Regions from separate parts of the Macaca mulatta genome. Here region 2 is linked to region 1. A link is a contact called in public Hi-C data. All regions are on one chromosome and are shown on one strand. The core of a region is the stretch at or near the end of the contact, and the rest is flanking DNA. Distances in the headings are between cores, read along the strand shown.

Region 1 (5,564 bases), core at 2,197-4,696:
GAGGAAAAATCCTCTCGATTGCTTTGTGTTGTTCTCTGGTTTTACTTTATATACGTCTGGATGGGAAGAATACAGACCATGCCTCCCATGTCTTAATCTGTTTGGGGTGGTATAACAAAATACCATAAACTAGGTGGCTTAGAAACAAGAGAAATGTGTTACTCACAGTTCTGGAGGCTGGAAGTCCAAGATCAAGGTGCTAGCAGATACAGAGACTGGTGAGGGCCTGCTTCCTGGTTCACAGATAGCACCTTCTAGCTGTGTCATCACATGGTGGAAAGGCAAATTAAGCTCCCTTGGGCATCTTTCATAAGGGCACTAATCTTTTATAAGGGTGGAGACCTAATGAACTAATCATCTCCCAAAAGGCCCTATGTAATACCATCATTTCGGGGCTTAGGATTTTAACATACGAATTTTGGAGTGACACAAACATTGAGACCACAGCACCTCAATTTTTCGATCTCCTCTTCTGGATACCCATTTGGTCACCCAGTAGTTCATTTGACAACTATTTATTGAATCCTTACTCTGTGCATTGTCCAATTACACTATAAGGGCTGGTGATTCAGCATCTACCTGCTGGTGGAGAAAGAAGACAAGTAATTCCATCATTACAACTGTGTTAAGTGCTATGAAGGAGAAACACAGAAGCTATGAGAATGACAAACAGGGAATGTCTCAGGAGTCATCAAAGACTTTCTAATGAAAGTGTCTGCATACTGAGGTAGAATTAACTCAGCCAAAAGGGAATAGAAGAGCATTTTAGGTAGGAAGAAGAGCAGAGGTAAAGACCCTGAGGCAGAAGTGGTAAAGCAGACAGCATGAACTATTCCAGGTACTGGGGCCAGAATATAGGACATTAATGCCAAAATGGAGAAGATACCAGTGAGATAAACAAGGATCAGAACCCAGGCCTCGAAGTCACTTTAAATATTTGTGTTTCTTTTCTGGGCAAGGAATATTTGACCTTTTGGACTCAGCGAATATTTGGCCCTTGTTTTGACTCTATCATTATGAATGCAGTTTAACCCAAATTATATAAAGTTTCTAATTTTCATCTAGAAAGTATTCTTAGCAGTTAAGTCCATTTCATTCATTGATAAATTACCATACAGATTTAAATTGATTTTAATTCTTCCCATTTCCTATTTGTTAAAATTAAAGATCAATTTTTTATTATAAATTTTCAACAAAAATTTGATCTATCAATGGTTTTTTCCTCAAGTTCTATTTTCCATGGTCTAGTTATACATTTCTCAAGATTTGATTCCTCCATTTTTAATTAATAAAATTAATCAGGTGTCATTAGGCCGGGCGCGGTGGCTCAAACCTGTAATCCCAGCACTTTGGGAGGCCGAGACGGGCGGATCACGAGGTCAGGAGATCGAGATCATCCTGGCTAACACGGTGAAACCCTGTCTCTACTAAAAAAAATACAAAAAACTAGCCGGGCGAGGTGGCGGGCGCCTGTAGTCCCAGTTACTCGGGAGGCTGAGGCAGGAGAATGGCGTGAATCTGGGAGGCGGAGCTTGCAGTGAGCTGAGATCCCGCCACTGCACTCCAGCCTGGGCGACAGAGCAAGACTCCGTCTCAAAAAAAAAAAAAAAAAATCAGGTGTCATTTTAGCTCCTTTCAGTTTTATTTTGTGTTAGCTATTTTTATAAGCAACATTATCTCTGAGTCAGAGGAATGTGCTTTTATTTATTTCTTAGCTAATCGAGGGAAAAATCTTGGATCGTTCTGTTGTTCGGGCCTGATCATTGTAGTAGTTCTCTAACGTACCAGTCTCAGAACACCTTTAGACTCTTAAAAAAAGTATTGACTTCCCCAAAGGCCTTTGGTTTATGTGGGTTATAGGTATCGATATTTGCTGTATGAGAAATTAAAACTGGTAAATTTGTAAACATTATTTAAAAAATAACAATAACCTTATCACACAATAATATGTATGATTTTATTAAAACTATCCCTATTTTCCAAGAAGGAAAAAGGTGGCTGTATTAGTCCGTTCTCTAATCGCTATAAAGAACTACTTGAGAGTGGGTAATTTATAAAGAAAACAGGTTTAATTGGCTCACAGTTCCACAGGCGATACAGGAAGCATGGCTGGGGAAGCCTCGGGAAGCTTACAATCAAGGTGGAAGGTGAAGGGGAAGCCGGAAAGTCCTACAAGGCTGGAGGAGGAGGAAGAGACAGAGTGGGGAGGTGCCACACACTTTTAAACAACTAGGTCTCATGAGAACTCACTCACTATCACAAGAACAGCAATGGGGACGTTCGCCCCCTTGATCAAATCACCTCCCACCAGGCCACACCTCCAACACTGGGGATTATAATTCCACATCATATTTGGGCAGGGACACAAATCCAAACCATATCACTGGCATTTACATTTTTGCAAAAAAAGATTTTTTTTTTTTTGAGACAGGACCTCACTCTGTTGCCCAGGCTGGAGTGCAGTGGCATGATCTCAGTTCACTGCAGCCTCAACCTCCCAGGCTCAAGCAGATCCTCCAACCTTAGCCTCCTGAGCAGCTGAGACTACAGGTGCATGCCACCAAGCCGAAGGGATTTATATTTATCTATAAATTTATATATAAATCAGATATATTTATATAAAATGTATACATTTTGCAATCAGTCTGACCTGGGTAGGAATTCTAGCTGTAATATTTACTAGCTCTGTGATCTTGGGAAAATTATTTACCCTTTGTGAACTTCAGTTTCCCTTCCATAAAATGGAAACAATACCATTAAAAATCAAATGGTATTGTCTCCATTTTGTAGAAGGAAAACTAAATGTTATTTTAATCGACAATTCATTAATTTTTAAGATTGACCATTAACAGAGATACTCCATGGAAAGCGGATCATACAGAACCTGGCGCATGTAAAGCAGATCACACAGAACCTGGCACACGTGAGCATTTGATGTGTGCTACGCTACCCGTGGTGACGACTTTAATTATGCGCATTCCCAGCGCTTCCTATGGTGCCCAACACACAGCGCACGCCCAAAGGCAATTTTGGCGGATGGGGCAGATGCTCTGCCTCGGGGAAAAAAAACCACACACACACACCTGCCCTGATGTTGGTGGCTGGGTCTGGAATATTACGTGGAAATTAAGCTAAGGATGTGTGCCTTCCACATCAAAAGCCGCAAAAATCTAACACCGCGACTACTGAGTCCGATCAGGGAGCACAGACTGGAACAAGCTCCCACGGCTTGGGCAGTCTGCGCGTGCGTGAGCCGGAAACCCGAGGCGCTCCCTGGGCCCGCCCTATCGATCGACCCGATCGGGGATCGTCAGCTTGGTTCTGGTCACAGAAGTTGCTCTTCTCGCGATGCTTCACCTCGCGGCGGGGAAAGGGCGGGCTAACTGGAGAGCGAGGAAGAACGAGACACGGCCGCAAGCTGCTTTCCCAGAAGGCTGTGCGTGCTCCTTGCTTCCTCCGCTTTCTTCCGAGTGGTCGCGTGAACGGCTTCCTGCAGCCTGGCCATGGCGCTTCACGTTCCCAAGGCTCCGGGCTTTGCCCAGATGCTCAAGGAGGGAGCGAAAGTAAGGGCTGAAGGAAAGGAATGAGGTGGGAGAGTCAGCATAGGGCTGCGGCGGCCGCGGCGAAGTAGGAGGGCCTACTAACGGGCTGAGCGTGCTGCCCTGGCACAGCGGCCAGGGGAGAGAAGATTCCAGAAAGGGAGGTGATCTTGGAAGGACTCGGCCTTCCAGGTGTCTTCTCTTCTTCCGCGACCGGGAGAAGGCTGAGGGGTGGGCGGCACGATCGACATTGTACACCTTGAAGGTGGACGGACGTGAAGCCGCGCGTGCGTTTTGCCTCCATCCATAAATGGGGCTAAGGCTTAAAAGGGGTTGTGAGGGTGAAATTGAATAACGTAGATGAAATTGTCTTGGGAACTGCGACGCCGATTGACACATAGCTCGCGAGTTATAGGATGGGGAAGAAGGAGAACTAGGCGATCCAGAGAAGAGAGTGTGGGAAAAAGGGCCGGGTCATGGTTGCTTCTTTCCCAGTGAGAAACAGGGCTTTCAGCTTGGTTGACAGAAGCCATGCGTTGTAGCCAGATGAGTTCCAGTCCCAACTTATGTTAGCTGGCTTATTAGTCTAAAACCTAACTCTCTTGGGTTTTGTTTTCTTGATCTTTAAATTACGGAGATTGGACCAAGAGGGTGGTGTCTTTGAGTTCTGACCCTGTAATCTGCAGGATAAGTGATACAGTGGTGCAGATGACACTGTTTTGTTTAATGGCCGTGTCTTGAACGTTATTTCAGTAGCATAGTTTTAAAAAATATCTTACTGCACTGTTGATAAATTTGTCTCTTGTGCTATTCAAATTGCGTTCCTCTGTATGTCCTCCAGATTTTGTTAATTCAAGAAATAGATCAGTGTGGTCGAATTTAAGGTTATGCGAGGTACAGGGAGCATTAACAGTTTAATACAACTAGGTTCATGTTTGTAGAATGCACTCTTCAAATAATGTCATTATAGTAAGTAAATGTCAGGGTTTAATGTAAATGTTGGTGGCATCATCTTTTGAAAATAATATGGGCTGATTTCCTTAAAAAATCAGGCTGAGATAGTAGCTTCCAATTTGGGTTTTTTTCACTAATACAGTTTTGGAAAACTCTTGTATCACAAAACATTATTTGTATTTCCAATGCTAGTAGATTTTTACAGAACACTGAACTATTTCATTCAATAAATAGGTACTGAAGGAACTGCAGTGAAAAACACAAGTCCCACTTCTCGTAGAGTTTATGTGCTTCTAAGGCAGATATAATGATTAAAAGGAGAATTCCAAATAATGATGAAAGAAACCGTACTATAGTAGAGGATGACAGGAGGTTAAAATGTCTCTAAAAGAAGGATCAGGAATAGACAGAACACTTAGATATTTAGGGAAGAACTCTTAGCTCTGTGCTTAGTGAGAGAAGCCCCTGAACCTGGGCTGTTTCCCCCCACCTCTTATTTAGGTGTACTTAACTAGTACAAAGACCCTGAGGAAGGAATGATTTGAACCTGTTTTTTTTCTTCTTCTTCAAAAAAACCAGAAAACAGGTTATAGGGCTGAAGCTTACCAAAGAAAATGGTAAATTTAGAGGAGGAGCTATACAAGGATACACGGGCCAGGATATGTAGGGCCTTGTTTCCCTGAAGAGGGATTTGCATTTTATCCTAAGCGGGATGGGAAACTGTTGAAGGGTTTTTTTTGTTGTTTGTGGTGTTTTTTTTTTTTTTTTTTTTTTTTTTTTTTTTTTTTTTTGAGACGAGGTTGCGTTCTGTCGCCCAGGCTGGGATGCAGTGGCGCTCTCTCCACCCTCCGCCTGCCAGGTTCACGCGATTCTCCTGCCTCAGCCTCCAGAGTAGCTGGGATTACAGGCGCACGCCCGGCTAATTTTTTGTGTATTTTTAGTAGAGACAAGGGTTCACTATGTTGGCCAGCCTGGTCTCAAACTCCTGACCTGGTGATCCGCTCGCCTAGGCCTCCCAAAGTGCTGGGATTACAGGCGTGAGCCACCGCGCCCGGCCTTGAAGGTCTTAAG
Region 2 (5,564 bases), core at 1,517-4,016, 50 kb after region 1:
TGATTTCCTTTCCTTCTAAGCTATCTTTCTTAGCTCTGCAGTCTATGCAAATTAAATGGATAATTTCTCTAATAAAAATTAAAAATAATTCGGACAACAACCTCCTGAAGGGAGTTAGAAATTTTCCAAAACAGCTTCAAAGCTAAATACAAAAAGTGATACACTGTTGTGCATTTTCCACACCAAGATTTCCTATGCATATCAGCTAAATGGAAATTGATTACAACTGCATTCTTGACTATTCACATTATTACATTATTGACAAAACCACTTTGGAAGGCTATGACAAATCTAGCTGCACATCACATCTTCACCTTCTTAGTCAACAATTCAAACTTAGAAAACAAGAAAAGTGCTAAAAGTACATACAGGTCTACCTATCTAGAATTATAGATTTTAGAAATAAATACAAAATATAGCACCCAAGTTCTTGCTTCCAATCCAACTCACTCTAATCGGGGTGGGAGTTCAGTACTACATTCATCTTCCAGTTATGCTATTTTTATTATATCATTCTCTTGATTGAAAGCATTTAACAGTTTCCCAGACCACACTCCCTAAACTTTAGCCTTTATAAATAGGGACCATAGGCCTTTATAAATTTGGCCCCAATGCTCAGCTAATTCTGACTCTCTATTATGCCTCGACAACAAAAACAACAACAAAAAACCCACTAAAATTATAATTATATAGTACTTTTGATCTTCAAAGTCCTTTCACAAACATTATCACATCGGATTTCGATAACAACACTTTAAACAGAGACATTTCACTCAAGGAGAAAACTCAGGAAAAAAAATGGTGAAAGATCACACAGGGTAACAAAAATGAGCTAAAAGGCAGGTGTTGTCCGGATGCGGTGGCTCGCGCCTATAATCCCAACACTTTCGGAGGTCGAGGTGGGAGGATCGCTTGAGGCCAGAAGTTCATGACTAGCCTGGGCAACAAAAAAGCGACACTCTATCTCTACAAAAAAAAAAAGGTAAAACGCAGATGTTTGGGTTTTCAAGACCACCACTTTTTACCTGCCAATCAAGTCAGTCTCTTTTTGGTTTTTTTTGAGACAGAGTCTTGCTCTGCTGCCCAGGTTCAAATGCTGCTTCTACCTCAGACTCCCGAATAGCTACGATTACAGAGCCCACCACCACGCCCGCCTAATTTTTGTATTTTTAGTAGAGACGGGGGTTTGAACTCTGGGCCAGGCTGGTCTGAACTCCTGACCTCGTGATCTGCCCGCCTCGGCCTCCCGAAGTGCTGGGATTAAAGACGTGAGCCACCGTGCCTGGCCAAGTCTGTCTCTTGTACTCCACTCCAAAACACTTTGTACCCTCCGCGCCTTGATGTCTTTGATTTCTAGCCGTAATGTTCTATCTATCTAAATCTTACCAATCTTGCAAGCTCTCCATTTCAAGGAAGACTTAGACAATCATTCTACTCTAAATTAACCTCTCCACTGAACTTCTCCAGTATTTATGGTATGCTCCAGTCATCTTGTCCCCTTATCAGATATTCTAGTGAATTTCTTAAATTTTTATCTGGGTTTATCTTATTTCTCTAAGCAGAACCTAAAGTTCTTAGAAAAATAAACGGTTTCAGGCATAGCTTTGGAACTGCCTATAATATCTAGCATAATGTTAGTACATAGTAGGTCCTGAAGAAATACTTCTTGCATTTAAATAGAAAAATAGAATAGTACCTGAGGCATAAAGGATGATTACAAGGTGCAAAGGTAGGTACATAAGAATGAAGCAAACAAGTTCTGGTGAAAAAGAAAAGAGTGAAGAATAAGAAGTCAGAAGTCTGCAGCAGTGAAGACAGACAGCACTAGTAAATCCGGTTTTAGGATTGCAGCAGCTCAAGACTCCATAGGAAACTTGAAAGACGAATTGTTAATTGCTGCAGGCAGAGGACATAGAGGCGTCACTCCAGTGCTGCGGAAAGAGCCCCAGTAAATTTCTGACAACTGTAAAGGCAACTAATGACTCACGAGGAGAGAATACTGTGACTTCCATCAGCTCTAAAACATCAATAAGCTTACTACACTTTTCAAGTAGTGTCATCGGATGAGTATTAGCGTCCTAGTGAAATGACTCTTTGCAGGACTCCGTACAAAATCTAAATCAAAGATAGTGTTGCCGGCTCTCATATTTTTCCAAGTCTCTTCTCTCTCTGCCCTCCCAGTCGTCCCCTGCCTACTCGGTTCCATTAAAAATGTAAGCGTGTGGAAAACTTTGTCAGCAGGTCTTAACGTGGCTTTCAAGTTTTGCGTAGATCAGTCCTCTCCTAGGTGAAGTCAACTGGATAGGTGACAGATCCTGCTTTTCCTACCAGCAGTAAGAACACGGCTGCAAACCCAGCCCCAACCCATAGGGTAGTCCCTGCCACGCGCCACCCACCCACTTGCTCGGCGCCTGCCACACCTCCCCTCTCCTCCTCTTCTAACTGCTCCGATCCCACCGGGGAACCCCGGGGTCCACGGGGTCGAGAAGGGCGCCAGCAGCAGCATCTCATTGGCCAGCTTCTGGAACTGACAAGACACGCAGCCAATGAGATCGCAGTACCGGAAGTAGCCGGGTTACGTGCTTAAAGAGTGGGGCCTTCAAGAAGAGAACGAAGTTGGGGCGGAAAACAGGGGCTCTCCCAGCGCAGGAAGTCAGGCGAGCGACGACTGCCAGGCAGTGCGACCAGAACTCACCCACGGCGACAGAGCCCATAACTGCATCCCCTCATGGGCCTTTGGGCTGGGCAGCCAGCTCCGTCTTCCTCCTGGTGACGAATTGAGAGCGACGGAGCAGAAGCCAGAGTGACCCCTGGAAAGCAACAACTTCCGGAACGCGGCATTATGGGAAGTGGCTAGGTCACCACCTCCCCACCCCCACCTCCCGTGACCATAGGCTCTGACGCTAGTAAATCTGCGCCTGCGTGCGGCTTGCGCCGGAAGTTCGGGCTTAGGGGTTTGGTTGTCAATGGGTTTTCTGGTCTCTGACATAACCATGAAGTTATATAAATGCCTCTGAAGTGTGGGCATCTGGTGGTGGTCTGAGCCTTGGAGTTCCCCAGATGGTTACCTTTCTGGAACACATTACATTTGGAGACTAACGGGGAGCGCTTAAATTTCTGTTTCCATAATTCTGTCCTCTCGACTTCTAAAACTGAGTACGTGAGTTGTCTTGAATTTACCTTCCTGCGCCATGTCAGAATAAAAAACGCAGCGAGTTAATTTTTTTTTTTTTTTGAGACGGAATATCCGTCTGTCGCCCAGGCTGGAGGGCATTCTTCTGCCTCAGCCTTCCGAGTAGCTGGGACTACAGGCGCACGCCACTACACCCGGCTAACTTTTGTATTTTTAGTAGAGACTGGGTTTCGTCATATTGGCCAGGCTGGTCTGGAACTCCTGACCTTGTGATCCGCCCTTCTCGGCCTCCCAAAGTGCTGGGATTACAGGCGTGAGCCACCGCGCCCGGCCGCGAGAGTGAATTTTTAAAGCAGAACTGAAAGACGGTGTCAAACATAAATTGCGGGAGAGGAGGGGATTTTCAAATATTTACTGTTCATTCTTTGAAAATTTGTAAGTGCGAGGCCGGGCGCGGTGGCTCATGCCTGTAATCCCAACACTGGGAGGCCGAGGCGGGTGGATGACCTGAGGTCAGGAGTTCGAGACCAGCCTGGCCAACATGGTGAAGTCCCGTCTCTACTAAAAATACAAAAAATTAGTCGGGCATGGCGGCGAGCGCCTGTAATCCCAGCTACTCGGGAGGCTAAGGGAGGAGAGTCGCTTGAACTCTGGAGGCAGAGGTTGCAGTGAGCCAAGATCACTCCATTGCACTCTAGCCTGGGCAACAAGAGTGAAACTCTGTCTCAAAAAAAGAAAATATGTAAGGGTACACTTTGTGCCAAGCCTTCCCTCAAATGAATTAAACATAGGCCTCTCTGCCCTGGAGTCTTAGTTTAGTAGAGAAAATAGTAATCCCTACCAAGGGTGCGAGGGTGGGGGGGTTGCAGATATCTATAGAAAAATAGTCAAAGAATGTAAACAGGTAATTCACCATAAAAAAAAATTGGTCATAAAATAAATGTCTATTGTTACTAATCAGATGAAAGGAGTTTAAGATGGTGGCATACTAACCACCAGAGTAACATTTGGTTAAATTTGGGGGAAAACTAGCTCTCTTGCTTTTTACTGCTGAGATAAATTTTTTTGTTTGTTTGTTTTCTTTTGTTTTGAGACTGGCTTGCACTCTGCTGCCCAGGCTGGAGTACAGTGGCACGATCTCAGCTCACTGCAACCTCCACCTTCCGAGTTGAAGCCATTCTCCTGCCTCTGCCTCCTGAGTGGCTGGGATTATAGGCACATGCCACCCCACCACACCCAGCTAACGTTTGTAGTTTTTGGTAGAGGTGGGGTTTCAGCATGTTGGCCAGGCTGGTCTTGAACTCCTGGCCTCAAGTGATCCACCTGCCTCAGCCTCCCAAAGTGCTGAATTACAGGTGTAAGCCACCGCGCCCAGCTTAGTTTCATCTTTCACTTTATTCTGACAACATTATGACATTAAAGTCCAAGAGATATTGGGCTCGTCCTTGTTTGGTCTCTGGTGATTTAGATGAGGCAGGACTGAGCCCCCACGAATATATTATCTCAAAAAGTTAGTAGCAGCTATTATGCAAAGTTCCAAGGCTCAAGTCAAATCCTGGGCATATCCACGGATGTGTGGTAGGGCATAGGCTCCAGCTCTCATGCAAGAAAGAACAGGAGTGGGATGAGATAATTTTTTAAAGCTTTATTCTCCAAGCTCCAGAAATGCAGGCTTTTTGCCCCCACCCATTTTAAAACAGAGCCTTAAGGTCATTGTACCATGTGCTTCCTGTCTGAAAGGCTCTTCCCCTTCATCTTCCGGGGTTGGTATCTTATTGTCATTCTGTTCATACCTTATTTTTAATTTACTTATTTTAGAGACAGGGTCTGGCTTTGTAGCCCAGACTAAAGTGCAATCATAGTTCACTGTAACCTTGAATTCCTGCGCTCAAGTGATCCTCACACCTCAGCCTCCTGTAGCTGGTACTGCAAGTGTGTGCCACCCCATCAGCTAACTTTTTGATTTTTTGAAGTCACCGTGTCTCTGCAAAAGCTTGCTGCCCAGGCTGGTCTCAAACTCCTGACCTCAAGCGATACTCCAGCCTCAGTCTCCCAAAGCACTAGGATTCCAGGTGTGAGTCACCGCATCCAGCCTCTATACATGCCTTAAAAGTCACTTCCTTCCAGTTACAGGGCAATCTAGGTAACACAGTCATCTGATCACTCACATCACCTTACTTCTCTGTCCAGCAATTATCCACTATCTGGTAATTTTCTTTTTTTTTTTTTTTTTTTTTTGAAACAGAGTCTCACTCTGTTGCCCAGGCTGGAGTGCAGTAGTGCAGTTACAGCTCACTGCAGCCTCAGTCTCCCAGGCTCAAGCAATTCTCCTACCTCAGCCTCCTGAGTAGCTGGGACTACAGGCCTACAGGCACAGGACCCCACATCTGGCTAATTTTTGTATTTTTTGTAGAGACAGGGGTCTCTGTTG

Evidence for each region. A called contact is a pair of places that touch in the nucleus more often than the background predicts.
Region 2: a contact with region 1 is called in a Hi-C map of fetal cortex germinal zone, with 1.9 times the contacts expected there. The contact joins the promoter of USP16 here to the promoter of CCT8 in region 1. A contact is called at or near these places in 3 of 14 Hi-C or Micro-C datasets (fetal cortex germinal zone, fetal cortical plate and liver).

Annotation. Positions count from the first base shown.
Region 1 is chr3:18,422,488-18,428,051 of T2T-MMU8v2.0, forward strand. CCT8 (chaperonin containing TCP1 subunit 8) reads left to right here and starts at 3,447. Exons shown (of 15, transcript NM_001261501.1): 1 at 3,447-3,563. The coding sequence starts at 3,504.
Region 2 is chr3:18,472,742-18,478,305 of T2T-MMU8v2.0, forward strand. It overlaps USP16 (ubiquitin specific peptidase 16), which reads right to left and starts at 2,767. Exons shown (of 18, transcript NM_001260999.2): 1 at 2,696-2,767.